2 separate regions of the Mus musculus genome follow, and region 2 is linked to region 1. Evidence: chromatin contacts called from public Hi-C data. All regions are on one chromosome and are shown on one strand. The core of a region is the stretch at or near the end of the contact, and the rest is flanking DNA. Distances in the headings are between cores, read along the strand shown.

The links. A called contact is a pair of places that touch in the nucleus more often than the background predicts.
Region 2: a contact with region 1 is called in a Hi-C map of muscle stem cells, with 2.5 times the contacts expected there. The contact joins two enhancer-like sites. A contact is called at or near these places in 12 of 484 Hi-C or Micro-C datasets (cerebral cortex, cortical neurons, embryonic fibroblasts and 5 more), 2 of 115 datasets of contacts at active chromatin or transcription factors (astrocytes and fibro-adipogenic progenitors) and 1 of 9 other capture datasets (embryonic trunk).

Annotation. Positions count from the first base shown.
Region 1 is chr9:23,022,591-23,029,949 of GRCm38.p6, reverse strand. All of the region lies in intron 1 of Gm36743 (a long non-coding RNA gene), which reads right to left. Among named protein-coding and RNA genes, the nearest start is that of Gm36743, 30 kb to the right of the region's middle. Within about 2 kb of position 4,494, at least 27 of the 459 cell types and tissues checked have an H3K27ac peak or open chromatin away from gene starts, as enhancers often do. A contact at or near this core is called in muscle stem cells, where this site is marked.
Region 2 is chr9:23,373,964-23,381,322 of GRCm38.p6, reverse strand. Bmper (BMP-binding endothelial regulator) reads right to left here. Exons shown (of 15, transcript NM_028472.2): 9 at 5,617-5,757; 10 at 3,581-3,685. Among named protein-coding and RNA genes, the nearest start is that of Bmper, 150 kb to the right of the region's middle. Within about 2 kb of position 3,037, at least 70 of the 459 cell types and tissues checked have an H3K27ac peak or open chromatin away from gene starts, as enhancers often do. A contact at or near this core is called in muscle stem cells, where this site is marked.

The DNA.
Region 1 (7,359 bases), core at 3,245-5,744:
ATTATTGCTGTTTTCCAGGCGAGGAACCAGACGCTTGGAGAAGGTACCTTGCCCAGTGTCATCCAGCTAATAAGTAGTAAAAACAGACCACCCAGCAGCCTAGCTCATCTGAGTCCAAGGGAATGCTCTTTGCCCTACATTTCCGAACTTCATAAATAGATGAGTTAACCAGAGCTTGTGTCATTGGACATCAAAGGAGACATTTGTCAAAAGAGACTAAACATGCACTTGGGCAACTGAGCTTTAGAGGAATAAAACTTCCCCCAGCTACTCACTCAAAATGTGAATGGCAGATCACTCTAGAGGAGATTCTGTAGGAAACCTGGCCACGGGGGTGGGGGTGGGGCACTACAAACCTGACCCCGCAGGGCATCCTCTTGAAACTGATGACTGTCCAAGTAGTCCACTGCAGTCTGAGATCCCTGAACCTCAGGGAAGCCCTGGCCTTCTTGGGCTCCTGGGTTTTAGAACCTGGTCCTAAGGATGCAACCTGGGCCCAATCCCCAGGGCACCATTCACACACACGCAGAGTCCCTCTCTCTGCTACACTCAACCTTCCCAGAACTGTCTCAAGAGGTAAAGAGGGGACACATAATCCCTCCAAGTGTGGACTCCAGTGTAGGTGTGACCTTCTAGGCAGTCCAGTCCAAGGCAAAGTGGCTCATTTTGGCCAATAAGGTCACAAGCCCAGATCATTGGGGGGAAAGGCGGAAAACCAGTAGGCAAGGAAAATGTACTGTCATCCAAGAACAATAAAGTTTATGTATTCCCAGATGTGGGTCCTCCCACCTAATCAAAGCCAAGGCCCATACCAGTGAAAAGAACTTTCCTCCAGCAGAATGGGAAAGTAGCTTCTTTGGGGGCTAAATTTAGATTTTACCCATTGGAGATATGCTCTGCTTCTGTGGGGTTGTTAACAGAACAAGAACAAGGTCAGCATCCCTGCCGGCTCTGGCCAGCTTCAGCTTCAGCTGACATACCCTGAGCCATCTTGTCCACGGGGCTGGGCTCTGTCCCAGGCTTGCTCACAACTTGACCATGTGTGCTTTGGGTCACTATTTGTGTGTCAGCTCTGTTTTGACATCACTGGGGAGCACACACTCAATACCCATTGCTCCAAAGACCAGGGTTTGAAGAAACCAGAGAGTGACCAAAGCCTCCTCCCTACCCAAAGCTAAGGGTGTCTTGGGAATACTTTATCGATGGGGCAACATTTAGCAAAGAAACTGAACAGAATGCAGGGAATGAAATGGTTGCACAGAAAGAGGAATGGATTCCCACAGTCACTCTGGGCAGCAGTGAGACCACTGGGCAGGGGTGACCCTTGCAGCAGGCCACCTTCCTCCACCTACGGCCCACATACAGTGGCCTTCAGTGCTTTTCGGAATGCTCTTTTCAAGCATGCCGGATTCTCAGGAAGTTGAGGAAGTGAATGTGGTTCCCACCAGAGCAAGTTAGACAAGTTTATTTTGTTTCTTGATCTTCCTTCTTAACTAAGAGGAAAGAGGAGGGTCGGGGATGGGGTGCTCTCAACACTCTATCATCTCACTTTAACCTGCCACCTCCTACTTCACCCTGCTCTGTCCCCATCAGTACTGATAAATTCAGGAAGGGCTGGCGAGGCTTGGACTGGTAACAATCTTGTTGATGCTTTCTTAATCCCCAGCTGTTTTCACTAATAGAAGTAATCAGTGCCACCACTACCACCCTTTATTTTCAGAGAAAGCAGGGCTGCCTTGCTCGCTAGCATCCCTGCCTGGTGCCCTGGGGAAAGGATGCTCCCCAACTGTCCCAGACTGGCTCAGGAGCTCAGGCACTTCCGAGAACTCTCCTCAGCCAGTCCACCATGAATGCAGTGTCCAGCAAGTAGACCATGTAGGTGTTGCCTAGGGAGCAAGTCTTGAGCTCTGCGGCTTGTTCGGCCAAGCAGGAAAATTAAGACCACAAATCCTGCTAAACAAAGGAAATAAGCTTTTCAGCAGCTAGACACCTCCTAGAGGGGCTTGAGCTGCAACAGCGCAGTGTGCTAAACAAGAATCCTGTGAGCCTACTGAATGACTGCAGTGGGCGTGTGTGCTCCCTTCAAAAACAAACACACATAAATAACTAAGTGACCATGTGTATTCCAAGTGAAGCTATGGGACTCAGCAGGAAGGAGCTGTCGCCCTCTACTGGATGGAATGTCACAAGAAGGCCATGATTTCATGCTTGGCAACTGCCTGGATGGTTTTTGTTTTTGTTTTTGTTTTTTTACCTCCCAAGGGTGCAGGTGATCTCCTTGGTGGTCATAATGAGTTTCCCATGGAGGAGGGCGAGCGTAAAGAGAAGAGAGGAGAAAACAAGACAGTGTGGAGATCCCTTCAGACAGTCATCATGGCACTGCCTTGCAAAGTGCATTCATACAAAGAGAATCACCTGACCCTCCAGTGTCCCTGACAGAGGTGCTGTTGCTAATAGACACTTTAGTAGAGTTTAAACCAGAGCCAGAAAGGGGTAGGGGCTTGATTTGACTCTGACTTTCTAATCCAACCCTAGAATGGCTTCCTTCCACTCCCTCCTTATCTGCTAGACTTTATTCATTTACTGAAACATTTACTTTGTGGGGAACCTGGCTCTCTAAAAACTAGGGACTAGCAGAGAGCTGGGCAAAGCAAGATCTCTTATGGGGCTCTCTCGGGGCTATAGAAAAGGAGTAAAAAAAATGTAATAATATTGTGATATCAAAAAGGAGTAATACTAAGGGGTTTTTTTTTTTGTTGTTGTTGATTTGTTTGTTTTTCCAGTAATGGGGCATGTGCACAAGCAATGTGGGGGTGGCCCCTGCAGCCCGTAGCAGATTGCCTCTGATAACAGAGGCAACAAAGGTTCCGCTATGGGAAAGAGCTATCGTCTACAGCATCTGTTTGACCGTGATTCCTTTAAACTCACAGACCACTTACACGGTTTGAGCTGCTTTGCTATATGAAACCGTGGAAACCACTCAAATATCCTTTAGTAGGAGAGTGGTAAACTCTGTGCTCCGCCCGCACGACTGAGCACTACTTAGCTATAGAAAGGAAGAAATTATTGACTTGGGAAACAACTTGGGTTTCTATATGAGGGCATTATACTGAATAAAACAAGCTAATCTTAAAAGAGTGGGCACTAGCATTCTGTAGATCAGTGGTTCTCAACCTCCCTGGTGCTGCAGTCATTTAATACAGTTCCTCACGTTGTTGTGAGCCCCAACCATAGAACTACCTTTGTCACTAATTATAACTGTAATTTGCTACTGTTGTGAATGGTAATGTAAATATCTGTGTTTGTCAATGGTCTTAGGATACCCCTGTGGGAGTTGAGAACCACTGCCCGTAGATGAAGGGAACACTGTAGAGATGGAAGACAGGTAACCTGAGTCCTGCTGGAAGCGGTGTCTTTGGTGAGCAGTTCCTGGGCCGCTGGAGCGGTTCCAGAGCTAGATCTGCGGTCATGTGAATCTACAGCACAGAAAGCACCGAACATACAGCGCGTGCCTGAGGCTGAAGGATGGGAACAGCATCCACAAGGTGCCTGATGCTCTTGAGCCAATCAAAGTTCTCATTTCATCACTGCAGGGGGAAGCTGGGTGCTAGGCTCCTGGGCTTTTTCTGCACTGCTTTTGTTACAGTTTACTGTGATCTATAATTATTTTGAAATCAAAAGAAGGCAAAGATGATAGAGAAGGCACCCTTAGTGCTACCGAGCTGCCCCACCAGTTAACAGATCCTGCTGTTACTTCCTGTTTTTATTTGGGTTTGTTTGTCCAAAACTGGGTCTCATTCTGTATCACAGGTTAGACTGGAACTCACTCTGTAAGTTCAGTTATTCTCAAATACCCAGTGATCCTCCTGCCTTAGCCTTCTTCCTGCTGTCAGATGAACTGCCATGCCTGACTTCCTGCCCTCACTCTTAGGGAGAGTACCCTGAGTTCCAGGTGCTTTGGAAACTCTTATGGTAAAAAAACAATCAAACACTGACAAGGAGCCATACAATTAAGAAGCTGTTGTTCAATGGCTGTATGAAATAAAGAAGAGAGTAGAATCCCAACATTCAGATCAAAGGGAAGGTCCCACATAGAAACCTACTCTCTTAAGACCTAGAGCCCCAGTCAGAGAGAAAGAGTTTGAGCCAAGGAGCACATCTGACAAGTCCCTCAGCCTTGATTGCCTTTGTACCCCGGGACCCCACTCACAGCAATGGGACTCTGGTGTTGGCACTAGCAGGTTCAATGGAACTGTAGTAGGCTGAGTGACAACTGTTCTCAGTGTTGAGAACCTGGAGTGAACACAGCCTGAGGTAGCTAGCCCACGTCACCTTGGAGAGCCTTTGGTGGGACTGACAGTGCAGCTATCGTGTGGGTAGGAGCTCAGTCACTGCTAAGTCAGAATGCTTATTCCATGTGCAGAGATCGGAGTAGTCGTTCTCCAGGCCGTTCCGGCCCTGACATCCTATGCTGCCATGAGTCATCTGGCTGATCCAGTCATGGACTCAGCAGCCCCTGGTTCTCTCTGCTCTCTGTTTCCCGGCAGCAAACATGAAATCACCTAGTACTGTGCCAAATATTTGACACTCATCGTGGACAGCTTATATTATTGACTATAGTTTTATCTATCTTGTCCCAAAACTAAATTTCCAGTTTCCCCTGAGACAAAGTTGACTGTTACTTATACCCCTAATGTTCTTTCGCACAGCACACGTAACGGCAAGTTTTAATTGAACAGAATTCAACAGCAAAAGCTAACAATTTTAGTTTAAATATTTGATAGATTTAACCATCTGAATGTACAAGAAGTTAAAAGTTCTACGAAGTAAAAAAACTACCACAAAAATTAATATAACAATAGCAAATTGGGCAATATATTTGCAACGTAAATGAAAGATAACAATCCAAGCATAGATAAGCAAGCAGAGGAAAGCCAAACAGATGACTGGCAAACTTGCCAGACACATAACCAAGAGACGTAATCTACCAGATCAGCAAACACCAGCAGGTTATTCAGTGCCAGTGATGATGTGAAAAGAAAAGTCATTCATATTCTCTGCTCATTCCTAGCAATGATGACAGTGAAGATGCAGTAAAAGGGCCTCTGTTGATGTGTGTCAGGCATCTCTGTCGAGATCTTAGATTCCATCCAGTGAACAGCCAGTGGTAGGGCTGGATCACATGGTATGGCTGGATCACATGGTAGTTCTATTCAGCCTGTTGGTGTGCCTGGATCACACAGTGTGGCTGGATCACACAGTGTGGCTGGATCATACAGTGTGGTTGGATCACATGGTATGGCTGGATCACATGGTAGTTCTATTCAGCCTGTTGGTGTGCCTGGATCATACAGTGTGCCTGGATCACACAGTGTGGCTGGATCACATGTTAGTTCTATTCAGCCTGTGGTGTGGCTGGATCACACAGTGTGGCTGGATCACACAGTGTGGCTGGATCACATGGTAGTTCTATTCAGCCTGTGGTGTGCCTGGATCACACAGTGTGCCTGGATCACACAGTATGGCTGGATCACACGGTGTGGCTGGATCACACAGTGTGGCTGGATCACAGTGTGGCTGGATCACATGGTAGTTCTATTCTTAGTTTTTTGAGGGAGCCTCTGTACCAGTTTCCAGTGCAGCTGCACTAGTTCACATGCCCACCAGCGGCTCCTCCCCAACCCAGCGTCCTCACCAGCTTGTGCTGCTTCTTATCTTCTAGACTTTACCCTTGGCCTAGGGTGAAATGGGTTCTCCATGTAGCATTTCCCAGGTAGCTAAGAATGTTGAACAGTTCACATATTTATCAGCTATTTGTTTTTTCTTCATTTAAAAGTCTGATTGTGTCCGCTGCCCATTTGGTGGATTATTCGTATATATGATTCCATTTTTTGTTTTGTTTTGGGGTGTTGTTTGTTTTAGTTCCTCCAGATATATTCTAAAAAAAAAATCTCCTGTTCGGTAAATATTTAGATAACTATATGTAGCATGTAGTTTTGTCTACATCACTTTGAGTTCCCAGAAATTCGCTCGCATGCACACACCCAGGGGCTCTCACTGATCCCTAGATAACCCTGTCTTGAAAAACAAAAAACAAAAAAACAAAAAAAAAAACAAAAAAAGAGAGACACATTTAGATCATTTTTAACCTGCCTTATGGTTCAGGGGCTTGGCTTTTCTAAGCCTTCCACGGCTAGCGTGGCTCAGTGGCTGGGCTTTTCTAAGCCTTCCATGGCTAGCCAGCGTGCCTCTTCCTTTACTCCTTGTTCAACACCCTACATCTGCCCTCAGCCTAGTTGTGTCTCTGATCTGCCTGCGGAAGTGGCCAATGGCCACTCCATCCAGTCTCTCACATGCCTGGCGACTCCCTCTCCCTCCAAGCATGGAGAATTCCCTTTATCCTCCTGCATCTTCCAGTCTTCCTGCAGGAAGCGGGAAGTCCACCTCTTTTATCCAGTCATTGGCTGCTGGCATCTTTATTCATTGATCAAGAACCAATTGGGGAACAGGACTTTCAGTGTTCACGTGCAGATTTCTGATCCAAGCATCAGAGCCACCTCCTACAACTATGATTGTCTATCAACTGTTTCATAGGCTAAGCCAGAGCTCAAAGTAAATACTGTAGTATTTCCTGTTGCTGTGATAAAACATCATGGCCAAAATCAACTTACAGAAGAAAGGGCTTGGTTTAGATTACAGTTCCAAAAAGAGAGTCCCTAGTAGGGGAGTCATGGCAACAAGTGGCCAGGAAGCCGAGAGACCACAGATCTATTCATGGGAAGAAAACAGAGAGCATGGAATAGAAGTGGGATGAGGTTATAAGCCCTGCCCCAAGCCCATCCCCAGTGATGTGTTTCCTCCAATAAGACTTCATCTCCTAAAGGTTCTATGTCCTCCGGACACTGCTCGACCAGCTGTGGACCAAGTGTTCAAATGCAAGAGCATGTGAGGACACTTCTCATTCAAACCATCACACACACCCACTGACAGACCCACAGAAAAGGAAGGAGTACTGCTAGCTACATTATAGATTCATGAAGGAGCTTTACCCAGCCATAACAAAGACTGAAATCATGTCATCTAAAGGAAAATGGATAGGAACAGAGATGATCATATTAAATGAAATGAATTGGCTCAGAAAAAAAAACTAATATGGCATATTTCCAGTGGTGGATAGAAATTCAGACAAAAAGGAAAGAAAAGCAAAAAATAAAAAGAGACACTGGGATGTGGAAAGAGATTGCCCAAGTAGTTCATTGTTGAAGTATATTTTTCTTTTTTACAGTTATTTATTTGTTGGAGCAGGTAGCCTGCATGTGCCATGGCGCCTGAGTGCAGGTCAGAGGACAGTTTGTACGA
Region 2 (7,359 bases), core at 1,788-4,287, 350 kb before region 1:
CCCCAAATTGCACTTGAACTGGACGGTCTGAATGGTGGTGAAATGCATCAGGTGTCCAGGCCAGGCAAGATCACTCCAGAAGTTTTCCTGGTTTTGTCCTCTTAGAAACAGAATACCTCAAAGTATGGTGTGATTTTTCTCATGAAGGAAGAGGGAGACAGGCTGGACACAGCTCTCTCATTGATAGTCAAGCCAAGTGCATACACACACAACTGGAAACCATTGACACTCTGTCCATACCATCAGGACCTTCTTCCTGCTGTTGCTCTGAAAAGCTCTCTGGTACCCTGCAACCCAAGCTGAAAGCGCTCCCTCACATGCTCCAGACATGTTATAGCACAGATCAGATTCAGTCAAGCTTCCTCCTCTGCAGCATCAGGCATGCTAACTCATTGTTATACAATCAAAGCAAAAAGCAACGGACTCTATAGAACTGAATCATTTTGTCTCTCTGCTCTCGAAATACACTGCCATTTCCTAGTCAAATATCTTTTCACTTTTTAAAGAAGAACACATATTCTCCAGACCTGTACCAGAGAATGGTCTTTCTTTATCTCTGACTCAGTGATTCATCACAGGGAAAAGGAAATGTAGCAGAAGCTGATGAACACTTCAGGAACAACACTTTCTGCATGACCTAACAGCGGGTTGCTCAGGAGGACTTAATGAGCCAATCCCTTAAGGCTTAATGATATGATAGTCATTGTTACCAAGAAGTGCGAAATCGTTCTGAGCTGAGGATTTCCCCTTCCATGGGTGAAGAAACTTGTGTCAGTAACATAGCATGATAGAAACAGAAAGTTAACTTCATTTTATGTGACACTGCAGGCCATGTTCTTTTACTACAGATTTTTTTTTAAGCCACAGTTCTTCGAGACATGTATTTTCAACTGTCTGCAGGACAGACTGTGGTACGTGCCTCATGCTTCCTCTCATTTGAAATTCACAATGACACTCTGAGGACATGTGACCTCATCCCCCTTTCCACAGAGAACAAAGGAAGCAAAGTGCACTAAGATGTGGCCCAAGCCCAGGACAAAGACCCAGAGCCCAGTCTCTGCTCACCACTGGTGAGTGGTTTGCAGAGCAGATTTGAATATTTCAAAAGAAATAATCACACTAGCTTTTCAAATGACATTTTGCTACCAAAGAACTAAAGCCATGTCTCATTCATTTCTTGCACCAATTAATCCTCCTATGACATACTAAACTCTACATGCCATAGATAATGCTAAGACCCTTAATTACAGTTCTTCATGTTGTGGTGGCCCCCAACTATAAAAGTTTTTCTTGCTACTTCATAACTGTAATTTTGCTATTGTTATGAATCATAATATAAATATTTGATATGCATAGTATCTGGTATATAATCCCTGTGAAAGGGTCATTCAACCCCACCCCCATTTCAAAGAGATCTTGACCCACAGGCTGAGAATTTATGCCAAAGGGTATCTCGTTTAATTCCTCAAGGACAAAACCAAAGATCATCCAAGCTCCATGGAATGATTTCCACAGAGGCTCAGACAAGGCAGGTTGCCCCATTGGAATGGTGTGAGTTAAAGCTATGTTTCTAATCAAAGGAGACTGGGAGATTCCCCGCAGCTATATCTCACCAGACACAGCCATTTCCCTTGTTCAGTAAAGCTGCTCCTGTTAGTAAATAGGTGAGAGAAAAAAATAAAGTACAGACTGTGAGGTCAGAGAGCCTGGGCTGTCTGGATGATCTGTAGCCTCATCTGGAAGAAGGGTCTATTTAGCACCTACCTCAGTGGACAGTCTCAGGGGAGTGAGCTTATTTCTGTGACCAGAGAAATGGCTTCAATATAAACTCATGATATCTATCTAAGAAACAGTGTACTGAGAGTCCCACCCCCCAGAGCTTTGGAAATTACCTAGGAGGGCAAATAGTGACTATAACCATAGGCTCCTTCTGAAAAGGGGAGGGGGTAGGTTTTAACTGGAAAGGTTACAGTGTGTGGGGGTTGCACAAAGACCTTCTAGTTTTTCTAATTTTCTTTTTAAAATTTCCCTAATCAATGTAGGGAAGGAGAAATAAACTGCTAAGCTGCTGTCTTTTCTTTTTAAGGTATTTCATGGTAGAGCTAAACTATCTTCCAAAGACCTTGTGCTGGCCTCTGAGAAGGGGAAGTGTGAGGGGGGAAACCAAGTTGGAAAGATGCCTAGAAACAGAAAGGTGGTCCTGGAGGGCCTAGCCAAGTCAGGGCACTGAGAAGCAAGGGCAGAGGGGGCAGGGCTGGGGGCTGGGCAGAGGCCTTCCTGGGAGGGACGGACATGCCTGGCCTGAGTGTAGCACACCCAGTAAGATCACTAGGGAGAAGCAGGCAACATAAGGAGCTGTGACCTCCCAGCAGAAACCACCGACCCAGCTACAAGTGGCAGAGCAGAAGCTAAGCTGCAAACCCCGCAGTGGCCTGCTGAGGCGAGTTACTCCAGCCACCAGGTTGGCACCACTTCTCGGTTTTGTCTTGTAGAATAAGGAAGCCCATTATTACTAACATGTGCTGGGAGAGTTCATTAGCACTGAGGGTTCCCCGAGGACTGGCAGAAATGATGTGATTCCATTTTTCCCAATGAATATTTATAAGCAGCCCAAGATCAAGTCTGCTTATTGTACCTACTTTTTTTTTCTTTTATGGGAAGTTTTCAGTTTTATGTCTGAGGCTTTTTAAAGCAAGACTAATTAGGGGATTTTTTTCCCTTTTCTCCCCCCTCCCCACCAATTCAGTTGTGCAACGGCAACAGCTGTTGTTTTTTTGTGCCTCATTTGGCACTCAAGTAAAAACAGCAACTTTTTGTTTATAATAATAGCAGATGTGAATAAAATTAAAAGCTTTCTATAACGGAGAATAGAGGACATGCTCTGAATATATGGATATGTTTTCTTCATTCACTGGAAGGTACTAAATAGGTTTGACATTTTCTCAAAACGTACAAAGCCTTGAAAGGTTTCAAGTTGCTGAGGTGAATTCAATGGAGCCCATGCTTCCGAAGATAATGGTGGCTTTATTCAAGCCTGGGCTGTGGGTTTTTGAAAAGAGGTATTTCCATAAGGATGCTGTTTCCATGTGGGGCTACAATGGAGGCAGGGCTAGAGCAGAATTTTCTGCAGAGGAGTTGGGGCTTCTGCTAGGCAAGGAAATCCTCCTTGGGAAGTTCCTATTAAACAACCACATCATATTACCATAGCTATGAGAGGAAAGCTGAGATTTGAAGAAAAAAAAAAAAGAAGGAAGGAGAAGCAAAATGTGGTTATGACGTTAAATTGAAAATCCAAAAATAGAAAACAAGATCTAGGCAAGAAAGCTGAAGAAGTGTTTACAGAGGTTTGAGAGATGTCAATAAATAGCAGGAAGATAGCAGCAAGGGAGACAAGAGTTTTGTCACACAAGGCTGGACTCCAAATAGGAATGGAAAGAAAGAATCAGGGTGCTGAACAACAGGCTTTATCTCTTGCAGTATATATGTAAGCTTTGGGAATTCCCGGTTGTCTTCAGAAAATGGCATATGCCGTGCATTTCTCAAGGTAACAGAGAAAAAAGAAGCCAAATGTCCTACATACCTGTGGGCAGCTGCTGACAGGAACACACTGCTTCTTTCGACACTCTGTCTTCCCCTTCACACAAGCACAGATGCTGCAGTTGACTGAGGACCACATCTCTCCATCCTACAGGACACAGCACAGAATTGAACTACAGGGAGAGCTGAGCAAGTGGGTTATGGTTTCGCCATTGAGGAGAGCATGACTAAGCTGCCTAGGTCAGGTGACTCTGACCACTTAACACAATGGTCAGGGAAGGTTTCAGACACTGTTTTAAAGGTAGGAAAATCTTGGCCCAAAAAACAGAGCATTCTTCTGGGGGTAGCAAGTCATGCTTACATCTTGCCCCTCATGTCCTCATGTGTTTTAATTTTCACCCCAGAAGACAAGAAAATATGAATTTTATACTTGATGCATGAGCAGATCCTAACCTTCAATTAATGGAGTTGAAATACTTGATACAACAGGCATCACGGTTAATTGAGATGCTTAGACACAGTGATGTAAGACAGCTATGCCTTGCCCTTGAGCCACCCAGGACAGGAAGATAATGGAAGGTATTCAAATAATTCTCAGTGGCCAGGCAGACAACTGGTGAACACCCATGAATATACAAAGGTCAGACAGACCAGCCCTAGAGACATGACTCTTGCTTACACTCTCCTCCCAAAATGTAGTATAGCACTTTGAGACATAGACTGGACTCTTGCTTGGCGAGAAAGGCACTCAATGAATGCATTGACCTTGTCAGATTTATAGTGTGCAGTCAGTGCTCAGCCAGAACACATCAGGCAGGATACATACATACCTGGGCTCAAGTTTGAACGATCAGACAACAGAGTTAGATATAGAGACAAGATGAAGGATCCTTCCCGGGCACACAGATTCAAGATCTTTGGTGCATCCTGTCCTTTCTCGATTTTTGAAGATATGTTAAGGACTGCCAACCCCCTGCTGCCTTTCAGGTGAGAGAAAACTAACTGAATTTGTCTGTAAAGGGCATCGAACTTATGGACAAATATTTTCAGGGCTCACAATCTCTGTAAAGTGCTCTAGACCTCAGATGCTAAAAGAAATCTTTTTAGAAAGAGGTTTGAAAGTGTTTTGTTCAAAGCACTATGATGGGAGGAGCATTATTGTTTTATCTTGGTGCTCTGGGTACAAATGGTAGCTTTGAATAAAGAGTATTTTACATGAGTGTCTCTGAAAACTTGCTGTATCGCCCTCTCATGATGGGCGTATGGCATTTTCTTCTTTCTTGCAGGGTCCATAAGAATCCAGACCTCTCTGTAATCACGTCAGTGAATGGGACCCTGAGGGGGCTCCCACTCTGACATGGCATTAAGAGCCTAGGTGCTCATGGCTATCATCAAGCACATCTTTGGTACAAAGTCTCCCTCATCTTTAAGGAAACCATAGCAGATAGGAGAGAGGAGATAGAATGAACAAAGCCTTCACCTGCTTCCTGAAGCCAAATGCTTATGACACAGCTTTCCACTTAAGATCACTATAAAACAGTATAGATCACATGCCAGGTGATGTTGGAAGGCCAGTAAGCAAGCCTTTGAGTACCTTGGAGTTAGACTCTTGAACATATACTTACACTTACATGGTAAACATCCTCATCTTAACACTTTCCAGTTGAGCCTTTTTATAAATGAAATTTGTAAGATTTTGCTGAAAGTGCCAAGTTTTAGATCCATCAGGATCTTGCCATGGTCATGATCTTAACAAGGTATACTTAGCATGCCCAAATAAATGGTATGCTCTCAATCATTTGGGCACCATAACTATACCAGCCATTTGGCATGCTGAGCTGAGCCTCAGGCATTGGCTGATGACATGTAGAAAGACCAATAACACTGACACATTTGGCATCTTCCATATTCTGATTTTATATATATGCATTTGTAAATTAATATACTAAATATACATGTGTGGTTTTAAATGTATAAATTATGCAAAATTCTAATCTGAATTATGTCCAGAGCTTTTTAATGGCCATTTTGATGGCTCCCACAAGCTCATGACATCATGATGGCTTCTCTCATACATACCCTGAAAATCTTGCTACCGAACTTGCACACTTTGATGTCTTCAGGGGGCACCCGTAAGAGACAGTCTTCACAACAGGCATCCTCATCACTGTTACAGACACCAGGGTGGGAGCACTTCTTCTTACAAACCATTGTTGAGTCCTAGAGACCCAAAGGCAAGGCAGACTAGAAATTAAAAATGATGTTCACCTCTCCTACAGAGCTTTCTCAGTCCTCCTTTAATAATCCACAATGGCTCTAAGCCGAACTCTCCTAGCACCATGCTTTAATGTCATACAAAAAGCTTTCCATTCACTTCAAAATATGTTTCCTGTCTAATATCTATAGCAGGAGAGGGTTTACCACACTCCCAGACTTGCTTCTACTGGCCTCTAACTTCATGCTCAAGACCCCAGCATACTTCCTCGGTGAGACAAGAAATTCCAGATCATTATGGGCTGACAGATTCCATTCTTCCTGCCCTTCTTTCATTTTCTACATAATAGAGGTTGTTTGGGTTTCCCAGACCTGCCTTAGAAATCAAAAAGAACCGTGAGTGAGTCTGTTAGAGAGGGAAGCTCTACACAAACAGAAGGGAGTATTGATATAACAAATCCCATCTGTGGTAGTTTAAATAAAAATGCTCCCTCCAGACTCATATATTTGTGTGTTTAGTTTTGAGTTGATGAACTGTTTGAGAAAAATTAGAAGTATTAGGGGGCGTGGTGGTATTGGAGGAGGTGTATCACTGCGGGTAAGTTTTGAGGTTTATAAGGTTCTGCCAAGCACTCTCTCTCTCTCTCTCTCCCTCCCTCCCTCCTTCCAACCCCTCCCTCTCCCTTTCCTTCCCTTCCCCCTCCCTCTCTATGCTGCTTATAATTCACAATGTAAAGCTCTCAACTATCTTCTTTCCTCCATGATGATAGCAGACTAACATTCTGAAACTAAAGAAGTGTGAAATTAAATGCTTTTATAAGAGTTGCCTTGTTTGTGGTGTCTCTTCACAGGAATAGAATAGGAATTAAGACATACATGACTCATCAAGTATCAACTTTCCCAAAAATGTCTATGAACCCATATTATGATAAGCCCCTGGCAATGTCAGGAAAAGTATTCCTTCGAGTTCTGCTGGAAGACTGGGACACACTGCTTGATTATGTCTCAAAGCCCTAGATTTCCTGAAAACCCAAGATGATGTCAATGATAGCATAATTAGCTCCCATTTGTGGGCAAATGGGCTATCCCTCAAGCAGGAGAATCATGAAGGTGACAGGTCTCAACAAAGTTTCAGTTTCAGCTTCCAAGAGAAAACTGTGGCCTGTGAGATTTCAGTGTTGATGTGATGTTGTACGCATGGAGATGATGATGCTTCTATCTATTTATATATAGCTGTGTGTATATAACATAGGATCATGCAATCCATGGAATTCAGGCATCACCTCATTAGAGTTTCCATGGGCTTTGAAACTGACCAGGTTTATCTCTGTAGTGAACTATAAAACCAGGCCTTTGTCTTCTCTTGAATACAATTAAAGTTATTTTCACTGCCAGGTGTGCTACAGGATTCATCTCAGGTAGAGCCCTAGAACACAGCCCTCTGTATTTGATTGTAGAGCATCCTTAGGCCGGCTTCCAGATCTTCTCTGTAACCTTGGGTATGATCATATTCTTCAGATGCCACCAGCAACGGTTATTCCTGATAAGCAAACTGCTATCACTGTTGCCTATAGTTTTACTGTAATATAAGCCCATTGGGTAGTGCCA